Regions from separate parts of the Capra hircus genome. Here region 1 is linked to region 2. A link is a contact called in public Hi-C data. All regions are on one chromosome and are shown on one strand. The core of a region is the stretch at or near the end of the contact, and the rest is flanking DNA. Distances in the headings are between cores, read along the strand shown.

Region 1 (5,617 bases), core at 1,643-4,142, 150 kb before region 2:
TTCCCTGATGGACCCTGACCACGATGACCCACACCCAGACGCACTCCTGTCCCTGGAGACATGCAAGGTAATCAGAGCTTCCTAAGTCCCTGAAAGGCAGGCACCTGGACAGGTGTTTTAATCCTTAAATGGCATGAAAATGATCAGTTCCAACACAGGATGCACTGGGCTGTACTCACGCCCTCTCTTCTGACAGACTCTTTGGGAGCTCTCCCCTTTCCCTCGCCCAAGTCAGGTAATATGAGTCACCAAGGTTGGTCAGGGGGAAAAAAACCAGAAGGAGATGTGGACACTCAACTGAACCAGCAGAGATGACATTGGACCTGGATACCAGTTCTTTGCAGGACAAGGTCATGAGACTGCGAGTAGCTGTTACTCAGACCAGCAGGGATTCTCAAAACTTTTGCTTCCAAATAGATGCCTAGGAGATCCGTCTTGCCCCATGAGAGACTGGACGTGTCTAAAGGTACATTACAGTGTTTCTGGTCAAAAAGAGGACAAACCCTAACACTCCATGCAAATTAGAGAGAACATGGAGAGTTTTGCATAAAAGCTTTCCCTGTTTCACTAGTGACAAACAACACACCCTCTCAAGATAGCTTGCAAGGGTTACACGTCATGGTGATTTTTCTCTAAAGTCTATCAACTTGTACAGAAAATAACCCTATAACCTTCACAGTTTCAAGCAGCTGAACTACTGACTCTCTGGCTGTGCCTTTTATAGAAGGCAAATCTTTTTCTTTTGTATTGAGGCCAACACATTGCCTCCCCCATTCTCTTGCACCCTGATAAGAAAAGACAGAAATATCAGACACACCAATAACTCACCAGGATCACTGAAGCTACATTGTGAAGGTAAGCATTCACAACCAAGTTACCAGGTATAATTTTTGTTTTAAAGACATGGTCACCTACCCCTTTTGGCATTTCTCTATTTGCTCCCAAAAGGTTTGGCTGCCATAGTGTGAACAAAGTTGGCATCTTTCCCATGGTTCTCTGACCATGGGGCTGTTATTCACAGCCCTAGATGCCACTTGGACGCCTTTATTCTGTCACCACCATCCAAAGCATCTCTGAGATAAATATCTGTGGATGAGGTTACATATTATAGGAAAGAGATAAGTTAAAATGGCATAGTGTCTGCATCTAAAAGTGTCCAATATGAAATATAGCGCACTGGCCTAGGACCGCCTACATGACGCTGTGGCACTCAGGGCAAATTACTCAACCTCTCTGGGCTTGAGCTTCTCCCCTGAGATCCCTTTGAGCTCTGACATTCTGGGTTGCTGATACTGCCTGATGGTTCTTCTTCCCCCTAACTTTTCCCTAAATACCTCAACTTTACTTTTGGGGTAAATCCTCCAGCTGTCTTCACTTCAGTCTTGGCTTCTGGACAACCCTGCCAAATGAACCATTACCTCTTCTCCTCTGCACCCCAGCCTGAAGGCCTTCCTCTGGCTTCTCCTGGGCCGTGGGTCTCCCAGGGAGGCCTGGCCACACAGACCACAGGCCCCAACATCTTCTAGCAACTCTCCAAGTTCTCAATTTTCTCCTCTCCTGCAGCAAACAATACCAGGAGAAAGCCCAAACCTTCTAGTATGTTCTGGGCTCTCTGCTCCCTCTTTTGCACTGAGTCGCTTCCACACCTCTTTCTCTGGACTCAAAAGGGTGGCTGGAACAGGACACGGGGGCAGGCCAGGGAGTCCTGGCTTCGAAGATCCCACAGGTCACTGTCCCCTGGGTCCAGCCAGGCCCGGGCTGCATCCCGCCCCCAACCCCTCCCCGATATCCTTCGCCGGGGGCGGGGGGGAACCCACCTGTGGGGCCGCGGGGAAGCCCCCTTTCCAGCTGGCTCGCCGCATCGGAGAACCCGGAGGGAGGTGGCAGGGGAAGCTGCCGCCACCAGACTACGTGAGCCTCGGTGTGTGTCCGGGAGGCAGGGCTTGGGCTGGGTTCCCGGAGTTGTGACCGGCAGGGGGAGGAAGACGACGAGGAGGAGGAGCCCTAGTTATCATACCAGGGCGGGGCGGCGGGGCCACCCCGGACGGAGAGGCGCCACGAGAGCGTCCCCGCGCGGCCACCTCGACCCCGCCGGCCCAGGACGGCCCGTCTGGGGGCCGGGGACCCGATGTGGCTCGGCTCCGAGTGGCCCCAGCCGCCGGTGCGGATCCGTGTCCCATAGCCCTCGGCGACCTGAGAGATCACCCAGTGTGTTTCCCTACGTTGTAACGGGCAATCGAGGCGGGGTGAGAGACGCAGCGACTTTCCCTTGTGCTCAAGATCCCAGGGCTCAGCTCTAGGAGTGTCGGTTCCCAGGCGGAAAAGCCTAGTGTCAGGTTCGAACTCGGCACAGTAGGGACCAAAAGTGGTCTGGACTCCCAGCCCCAGCCTCCCATCATGACCAGGACCCCCAACCGGTGCATCACGTGGGTGCGGCCAGGCTCCATCCAACCTCTGGTCCCTGCATTGCCCTCTCACCGAGGTAGCAACAGTTTCCTCAAGCCCTTCTACAGTGTCCCATGCCCAGAGTGTAACTGCAAGCTGGCCTGAGAAAGTGTGTGCGGCAGGAACCAGAGAGGGTCCCTGATGCGTGCCCTCGTCGCCGTTTCTGCGGTCGGGCACCGGGCCTTGCGGGCTTGCTGGGGGACGTACCTGGTACAGCTCATAAGCCCCGAAGTGCAGAGGCGCCAGCCTGCGGCAGCATCCCAGCCAAGGTGGCAGGGGCAGCGGCGGCGACAGCAGGAGCGGGGCCCGGGGCTCAGGTGGGCGCCCTCCGCGGGCAGCCGCATCCGTCCGTGCGCTAGACCAGCCCGCCCGCCTCCTCCCTGCGGCCCCTCACCTGGGACTCTAACTCCCAGCCGCCGCGCGGCTCCCTTTAACTTTCAGGCCACCTCTCCCAACTCGGGACCCCTTCCCAGACCCCCCTTTCCCGTGAACGCCCCCCGCAGCCAATGGGCGCGCCCGAGACGAACGCCGTCCACCAATAACCGCGGAGCCGCGGTCCCCCCGCCCCCCCATCACCGCCGCGCCACGTGATAGGCTGCGCGCCCGGAGCGATAGGGCCGGGTTCCAAGGGCTGGGAAGGGGGCGATGGGTCACAATTTCATCCGAAGCCGGGGGAACGGGCGCCAGGGGGCAGAGGCACTTGCCTGCTGCACGGCATCCCGTTACAGCCAGAGGGCTGGACGCCGGCGCCTGGCACAGTTCCCACTCCCTAGGCAAAGTCCTAGCCGGGAAAAGTCACCCTACGCGCGCGGACGGGATTGCAGAGCCATTCACCCGTCCCGTCGGCCCCGCCTTTGCCTTACTCTTCAGCCACGGGGTTCACAGGTGACCGCTAGTTCCTCCATCACACGTGGAGCCCCGGGGGAGCCCCGAGAGAATGCCCAATGCGTTTCCCTCCGTTTTAAGTGGAGCCTTTTCAGGATCAGTATCCCCAGCTTCTAGGATACTGTTGAAAATAAGTAATTACTGAACACTTGCTTTGTGCCCATCACGGTCCGGGTGTCCTTGTGAATGGAATACAGTAAAATCCTTTTAATAAAGTTGTTATTGAGGCAAAGGACCAATACCCATCTCAGAATATTGCATATATAGTTGAGGGTTTCTCAGGTAGGTATTGGAGAAAGCAATGGCACCCCACTCCAGTACTCTTGCCTGGAAAATCCCATGGATGGAGGAGTCTGGTAGGCTGCTGACCATGGGGTCGCTAAGAGTCGGAAACAACTGAGCGACTTCACTTTCACTTTTCACTTTCATGCATTGGAGAAGGAAATGGCAACCCACTCCAGTATTCGTGCCTGGAGAATCCCAGGGACAGGGGAGCCTGGTGGGAAGCGGTCTATGGAGTCGCATAGAGTCGGACACGACTGAAGCGACTTAGCAGCAGCAGCAGCAGCAGCAGCAGCAGCAGCAGCAGCAGATAGGTATATTTCCGAGGAAACTACCTAACTTGAATCTGTATGAATGGATTCAACCTATATCTACAGGGCCTGCTTAATTTCTGTGCTTCAGCTTGAGATCTGTAGAGAATGATGAGTTTAGAATAGAGTTTAGAAGCCCCTCCACCCATATGAGATCAATTTAAATATGCATGTATGTAGTCATAGATATCATCTCCTTGGTGACCAGCTGAGCTAACCACTTTAGGGATGAGGATCCCCGTTTTCCAGTTTTACTGTATTTTGGAAATTAGTATAGGATTACCAGCTTTTTAAAGTGCCAAGTAGAGACATAAACAAGTCCTACCATCTTCTGTTACCACCTTTTACTTTTAAAAGAAATACCCTATTCTGGCCTGGAGAATCCCATGGGTTTGCAAAGAGCTGGACACTACCAAGCACACATGCACACAACTCTATAACAGCAACAACAAAATTCAGGAAGGGCCTAATCTCACAGTAGAGGCTAGTCCTTCATATTGCATATATTTAGCTTTATAAAAATTTATTATGTTGACCATAGCAGATGGGAATTTCTGCTATAAGAGATTTAAAAGGAGCTTCTAACTTTACTAGGAATGTAAGACAAAAACACTGGTCCATTGCAATAATGCAGTTGGAGTCTTTGGTGCTATAGAGAGCTTCCTCAGACTCAGTCTTCCTGTCTGAAGGGTGATCATTAGTCCTCTTCCTTCTCTTTCAGTGGATAAATCTAATTAAGGACCACCTGGGAAATTAACTATTGGTAGGCAGTTGGAAAATGAAATTCCTATGCAATAATTCCTTTGCCAACTCTAAACACCCTTTTATTAGCTGATGAGAAGTTTGAAAATTTATGAAGCCAAGTGCTGCCTACATTTCTCAAGTGGAGGGAGCATGCTAGAGGAGTGGGCAGAGGTAAAGAGCCAACAGGTATTGCAAAACATGCAGGCAAAGGGTGATCTGAACCCAAGTGGGAAGGAGTTGGGACAAGTAAATACAATTTTATAGCATTTGGGTTTGGAAGCATCTTCCTTACATAGATCTAGGAAATCATGGGTAATACTTTCCCCTGTGGTTTAGGTGACTATTTCAGACCAGGAGAGTGGGGCTAAAGTTAGTTGTGGCACACCACAATCTTGGTAGGTAGGAGTGTGGCATCTAAGAATTTGAAAAGAGCACAGTCTTTGATATTGGACTAGAGCTGGCTTGCAAGCTCTGGAGAGCTGTTCCAGGAGAATTCATATCAGTCCTGAGCCCGAGAACCTGAGAGCTGTACTGGCCCTTAGACAATCTTGCTTCATGCTTTCATTTTCTAGCAACAAAGAGGGAAACTGAAAATGGAAAATTTCAACCCTTTAGTCAATGCTTACGAAGTTCCTTTTCTAATATCTGGCATTGAATTGTAGCCTTAATTTTCTTTAATAAGCCTGTCCTCCTCCCCCAAATAAAAAGAAGCCAGTGGCTAAGGATAGCCAATGATCATCCATAAACTGCTCTTTCGTAGTTGCTGGTGGTAGCACTGTCTTAATCTTGCACTTGGGTTCATCTGTGACTTTTTTAAGCTGTGTCTTACACATTTGTTGATTTATTCTATAGTGCACTATTAACTAACTTAAGCCTAGGTGCTGGGAATGGAGAAATGAGTGATATATTATCTTACTCTCAGGAAGCTCTTAAACTGACAAATAATGATG
Region 2 (5,413 bases), core at 2,759-5,258:
AGAGCAGTGTCCAGCGGGCTATCGGAGGAGGCCTCGGTGGACCAGGCTACAAGGAGGTTGAGCCCTGAGAGCCACCAGCAGTTTCTGCAGGAGGGTACTGCCCTTGCTCCTCATCCTGGTGGCAGCAGGACTATTCTCTTTGTGAAACTGGTTTTCGGCCCAAAGCTGAGCCACTGGGTTATGGCCGGTGTGATCCTAGCACCATTTGGTTATTTCTTGACTTTCAGGCGGGGTGCTTCTGTTTATCCTGGCACAGTCCCTCAGTCAGCTGAGCTGTCCCAGGACACCTGGGACTATTGGCTCACTTCTCCTTAAAGAGGCATTCGTTTTCTCTCTGGAAAACTGGATTTGGGGGTGGGCATGCGTGCCCTGCTCTATTTAAAATGGATAACTGACAAGATCCTACTGTTTAGAAACTTCCTCACTTCTCTCCACGCAGCCGTCTCCTTCCTCCATCTTTAAGCTCCTCTGCTAGTACTAGCTTCCCAAGACTCTTCCTTAATGGTCCCCTATCCCACTGGGTAGGGGGCCTTATCATATGGACTCTTGCTCTCATGCACCCTACCTATCCGACTACAAGTTTCAGGGATCTTTCTCCTGGGAGTCACTGGACACAAACTCCTGCTGACCTGAGGCTGAAACACCACCACCTGCCCGCTCTGGGGTCTGGTTACTTCCCTGCTCCAAGTTTCAGTTTCTTTACCTATAAAATGGGCAAGCAGTGGGAATTACGATTAAGATTAAATGAGCTAATAGTTAGTCCAGCGCCTGAGACACTGCAGCCCTCCATGAGTGCTCGCTCTTCTCCTGACGCATGTGGACAGCCTCACTTTCACCCTCATCCCCATGGACTTAGAACAGAGCAGATGCTCAGTGAATATTTACTGAATTCGCAGTGAAGACATGCAAACTTCCCACTGGATCTGTTCATTAGAACTTTTCAATAAGGACTGGGTAACTTGGGGTTTTCCTTTATTTCATCTGTGTTTTATGGTGTTTCCTCTATTGGAGGGTTTGTTCACTCTATTTGAGTGGAATTAATCTCGGCTCGGGCAGCTTTTTCTTAATCGCTCTCCTTTTGCGTCCATCGATTCAGCTTGTTTTTCCCACATCTGTTCTCATCCTCCTATTTGCTGTTCAGGACGTGTGGCCATTTAAAAGCACTTTAAACTGAGCCTAAGTTCTCCAGGTTTAGAGAGGAAAAGAGCTACCGAATTCTATTAAATCTGTTAGAAAGTTTGAATTCCGCTTCCCCCACTGTTTCTTTTCCACTTTGTAATGAAATGGGAAGAACTAAGTAAACTCCAAAGTCCCTCTTCATTGCAATGGTCTGTGACCTCCTCCTGTGCACAGGTGGATCTTTTAGGGTGAAAAAAATTAGGCAACTTCTGTGAACAAACATACTTTTAATGACTAGTTTGACTGCCTGATATGGATCATCTCAGGAAGGGAATAGATACAATCTCTCTTTGCTGAGCATCTTTCCTATTTGCCTGGAGTCACTAGTGGCCATCAGCGTAGCTGAGCTAAATGTCTGGATGTTTTGCTTAAGTTCCCTTGAGGCCAGGGATTCTGAAAAAAGATAACAAGGGTGGACTGAGCTTAGAATGAACTAGGCTCTTTTAGCAATCTTAATCAAAAGATCGAAGGTTAAATATGATGAAGAACCATCATAAAAGTAAGTGAAAAGTGGATCAACAACTTAAGAGCATTCCATCCCCATCCAGGAGAAGCTGAACACGAGCCTCATCGATACCAGGGGGCTGATGGAGGGAGTGGACTTCGCCTGACCACTAGCCAGGAGACCCCTGAGTCAAGGAGCCTCTCGCAGTGCAGAAGGATCGCCCTCACCCCAGCAGGGAGGCCCAGAGACAGCCCTTTGCCCTGTTTCTTCCTCTCCAGTATGACTCACTTTGAATGCAGTCCTGAGCTATTTCTCATCATCTTGTAATCCATTCTCCTTTTGAAAAGCATCTTCTAAAAATCTCATAACTCTTTCCCTGGAGATTGCAACAGGCACCCACTGGGCTCAGGGCTGTCCCACCCTCACCTGATGAGGCCAGTGCCAGCTCTGGGGCCTCCTTCTTGCCACTCTCCCTTGACTGCTGGTGACCGGTGATTGGTACACTTGTCTCAACACAGACCCAGAATTCCACAGTCAGAGACAGGTCCTAACTGAATCATCCCCTCAATTAATGCTTCGTAAGCATCGTCTACATGCCATTAGGCGAGGCCCACGGGGTGTCACAATGGATGAACCAGGGGCCTGCTTTTCAGAAGCTCCAGAAGGTACACAAATGACTCCAAGAGCATCGGTATTGTCTAAAACTAGGTACAGAGGAGAACTTCCCTGGAAGTCCAGGGGTTGAGATTTTGCCTTCCCATGCAAGGGGGCCGTGAGTTCAATACCTTGTCAGGGAGCTAAAATTGCCTTGCAGCCATAACACCAAAACATAAGCAATGGAAGCAAAATTGTAATAGATTCAATAAAAACTTTTAAAATAGCTCACATCAAAAAATTAAATTAAATTATAAGTACAGAGGACTGGGAGATCCAGAAGAAGGAGTGACTAGGTCTGCCTTAGGACGCTGGCAAGGTTTTGCAGGTGGAGAAGGGAAACCATAGCCAGGAACAGAGGGCAGAGTGAGTGTTCAAAGGCAGGGGCTGGAGGAAGTAGGGCCTGTTCGGAAAGTGGTGGTGGTGGTAGGGGAGCAGGAACACGAGGCATAGGGCAGGAAAGGGATCAGAGAAGAGCTTGTAAAGCTGGGTCGCTGTCAAGTGTGAAGAGAAGCTAAGGTACTTGGATTTGATCCTGTTGGCAACAGTATATTCACCAGATAACTTAGCAAGGAACTGAAAAATAATATGAGTCTTAGGTCTTCCCATATAAAATTACCTGTTCAGTCAGCATCCTTGTCAAGTAATTAGAGGTTAAACTTGAGAAGGGATCAGTGGGGAAGGAACCTCCGAGGCAGCCATGGGCGTAGTCTTGACTGGTTGAAGCTGCTGTAGAATGTGGGGATATAGTCACCCTAAATCTTCAGTTTTCTGATTTAACTCCTCCATAAACCAAACTGGTTTCACTGCGCTCCTCAAAGGGAGTCGGCTTGGCTTCCCTGTCACTGTATTCCCGTGAGAGATGATAAGTAATCAGGTTTCTGTCAAAGTGCTTCGGAACACACAGGATGTCCAATAAATACATTGAAAAATAGTACCATGACTTCCCCAGGAGGGGAGATGTTCAGAAATTCCAGGGAGCATACATCCCTACGTAGATAACCTCCTTGGAGAAAGTTGTCCCCTCGGAATTTTAACAGGCACCTTTGAGGCAGAAACATCTGGCAGCAAGAGGGGATGGGCATAGCCTATCAGATCAACTGAACCAAATTTGGTGACTGTGAATATTACCATTCTCGCTGTTCAGAATAGTAACTGTAAGGCAGAGAAGATAAAGCATGTTCTGCAGATCCCTAGCTTTCTGGCTTGTTTAGGGAAGAGGGGTCAATTAAACTGGGGGTTTTTTAACAGCAGGACACTTCAGAGCCTTGAATATGCTTCTGAGCATGTGAGTTCAGAGGAGGTTTTAGACACCTTGTCTCTCGAGTTCATTTGACCACCAGCTCCCTTGTATTTCTTGGTCCACACTGCCTGGAGGTCCCCCCCAGCTAAGACCCTCAAGAAATATTAGCATCCACTCTCTGGCCCTGCTGTGTTTCAAGAGGAAAAGGCCAGTTTCCAGGGGAAGTTGCAGATGACCTGTGAGGCAGGAACTAGTGGCAGAAGCCCCAGCAGCAGCCGAGTCACCTAAGCCCATGCGCGCGCCTCTGGGCTGGAGCCTTTGGGGCTGACCTGAGCGGCTTCCCCTCCTGCTTTTGGCCATGACCTGCCCTGCCCTCCACCTGCCGCAGCCCGCATGACCATCTCCTAGTTATCAGCACTGGCCGGGAGCCTCATCCCTAATCCTGACCGTTCCTAGGCCTTGATATTTTTAGCCCTGGTGCAGAGCTTGTTACAAGAACTCAGCCAGCGGGACCCAAGGCTACATCGTGAATATTCTCTCCTGGCTGTTCACACAGGCTTATGAAATGTGACTCTCTCACCTCACATTTTAAAGTTAGTATTCGGTTCTCTTGGTGAGGAGGGGACAGGAGTCTCTTTCAGGACTCCTTTTGTTCCATATTCTAATTCAAAGAGTTAGTAGTTATTTCTGTTGGTTTTGTTGGTGTTCTCCAGGGTTTGATCTGCTTTGTCTTGTTTTCATCTCTGACCCTTCAGTTATCTTTACTTGGGGGCATAATTTGGGTTTGCTTCCATGTTAAGCATTAATAAAATGTGGGTGTTTTTAAAGCGACCTTTGCAGGAGGTCATGGTGAGTTCAGAGGCACTGAGCTGGAGGACTCGTCCCCTTTTTACCGGGAAGAACTATGCTCTCCTGATTTGGCCCTTCTGGGTTGTCACCTGTGGGTCTCTGCCCCTCTAAAGATACTCCAGAATTCTCTTTGCAAAGCAAAGCTGATTTTTGAAACCTCAGGATCCATTTAAAAATTAAATCCCAGCTCTTCCATGTGAATAAGGAAGTAGTCCTCTAGCTTCAAGCTTTACTTTAATCAGTATTAATTTTATTCAAGTTAAAAATGTTGGTGTTTCTCGTTGTCCAGTAGTCAAGACTCTGTGCTTCTGATGCAGGGGTCGTGAGTTCTATCCCTCGTCAGGGAACTAAAATACCACATGCCTGCTGTGCAGTGTGGACCAAAAAGAAAAAAAAAAGGGGGGGGGGCACCTCACAAAGGTGGTCTAATGGCTAGGGTTTGGCACTTTCACTTCGGAGGCTGGGTTCCATCCCTGGTCAAGGAACCTTCCTATATGCCAGGCAATGCAGCCAAAATACAAATAAATAAATAAAGTAAGATTTTTATTTAAAAAAATAAATTAAATATCTTTAAAAAATGTCCTCCTGCTGCCCTCTCCTTTCACTAAAAGTCTTGATTCCTTTTAAAGCCTCACTTTACTCAAAATAATACACTTTCTTCCATTCTCTTATTCCCTAGGACTATATTTCCATCTGTTTATGGGGAAAAAATCTCTCTGGAGGGCTTGTGAGCTTATTACACTCAGTCTGTCCTGAGATAAGGCCCACCGCCCTCCCTAGCCCGCCCCTGCCTCGCTGTTCTTGGACATCTGACAGCCTCCGCGCAGCTGAGCAAGCTTAGATTTCTCAAGCTCATGGCGTCTTCCTTCTTCCCCATTCCACCTATCTAATCTGGTTTAATTCACATTTTTTTTCCAATTCTGAATTGGTAATTCCTCTTGCAGGAATGTCTTTCTCTTGCTCCTTTCTGCTATTGTCAGCTCTCATTCTCTCTTTTCTGAACGGCTCAACAAGCTCCCTGGTGATCTTTATGAGAACAGCCC

What was found. A called contact is a pair of places that touch in the nucleus more often than the background predicts.
Region 1: a Hi-C map of blood shows a contact between it and region 2, with 2.3 times the contacts expected there. The contact joins the promoter of PPP1R3B here to the enhancer-like site in region 2. A contact is called at or near these places in 2 of 5 Hi-C or Micro-C datasets (blood and liver).

What each region holds. Positions count from the first base shown.
Region 1 is chr27:20,428,218-20,433,834 of ARS1.2, reverse strand. PPP1R3B (protein phosphatase 1 regulatory subunit 3B) reads right to left here and starts at 2,892. Exons shown (of 2, transcript XM_005698795.3): 1 at 2,653-2,892. The coding sequence starts at 2,789.
Region 2 is chr27:20,281,221-20,286,633 of ARS1.2, reverse strand. No RefSeq gene overlaps it. Among named protein-coding and RNA genes, the nearest start is that of PPP1R3B, 150 kb to the left of the region's middle. Within about 2 kb of position 4,008, at least 3 of the 5 cell types and tissues checked have an H3K27ac peak or open chromatin away from gene starts, as enhancers often do.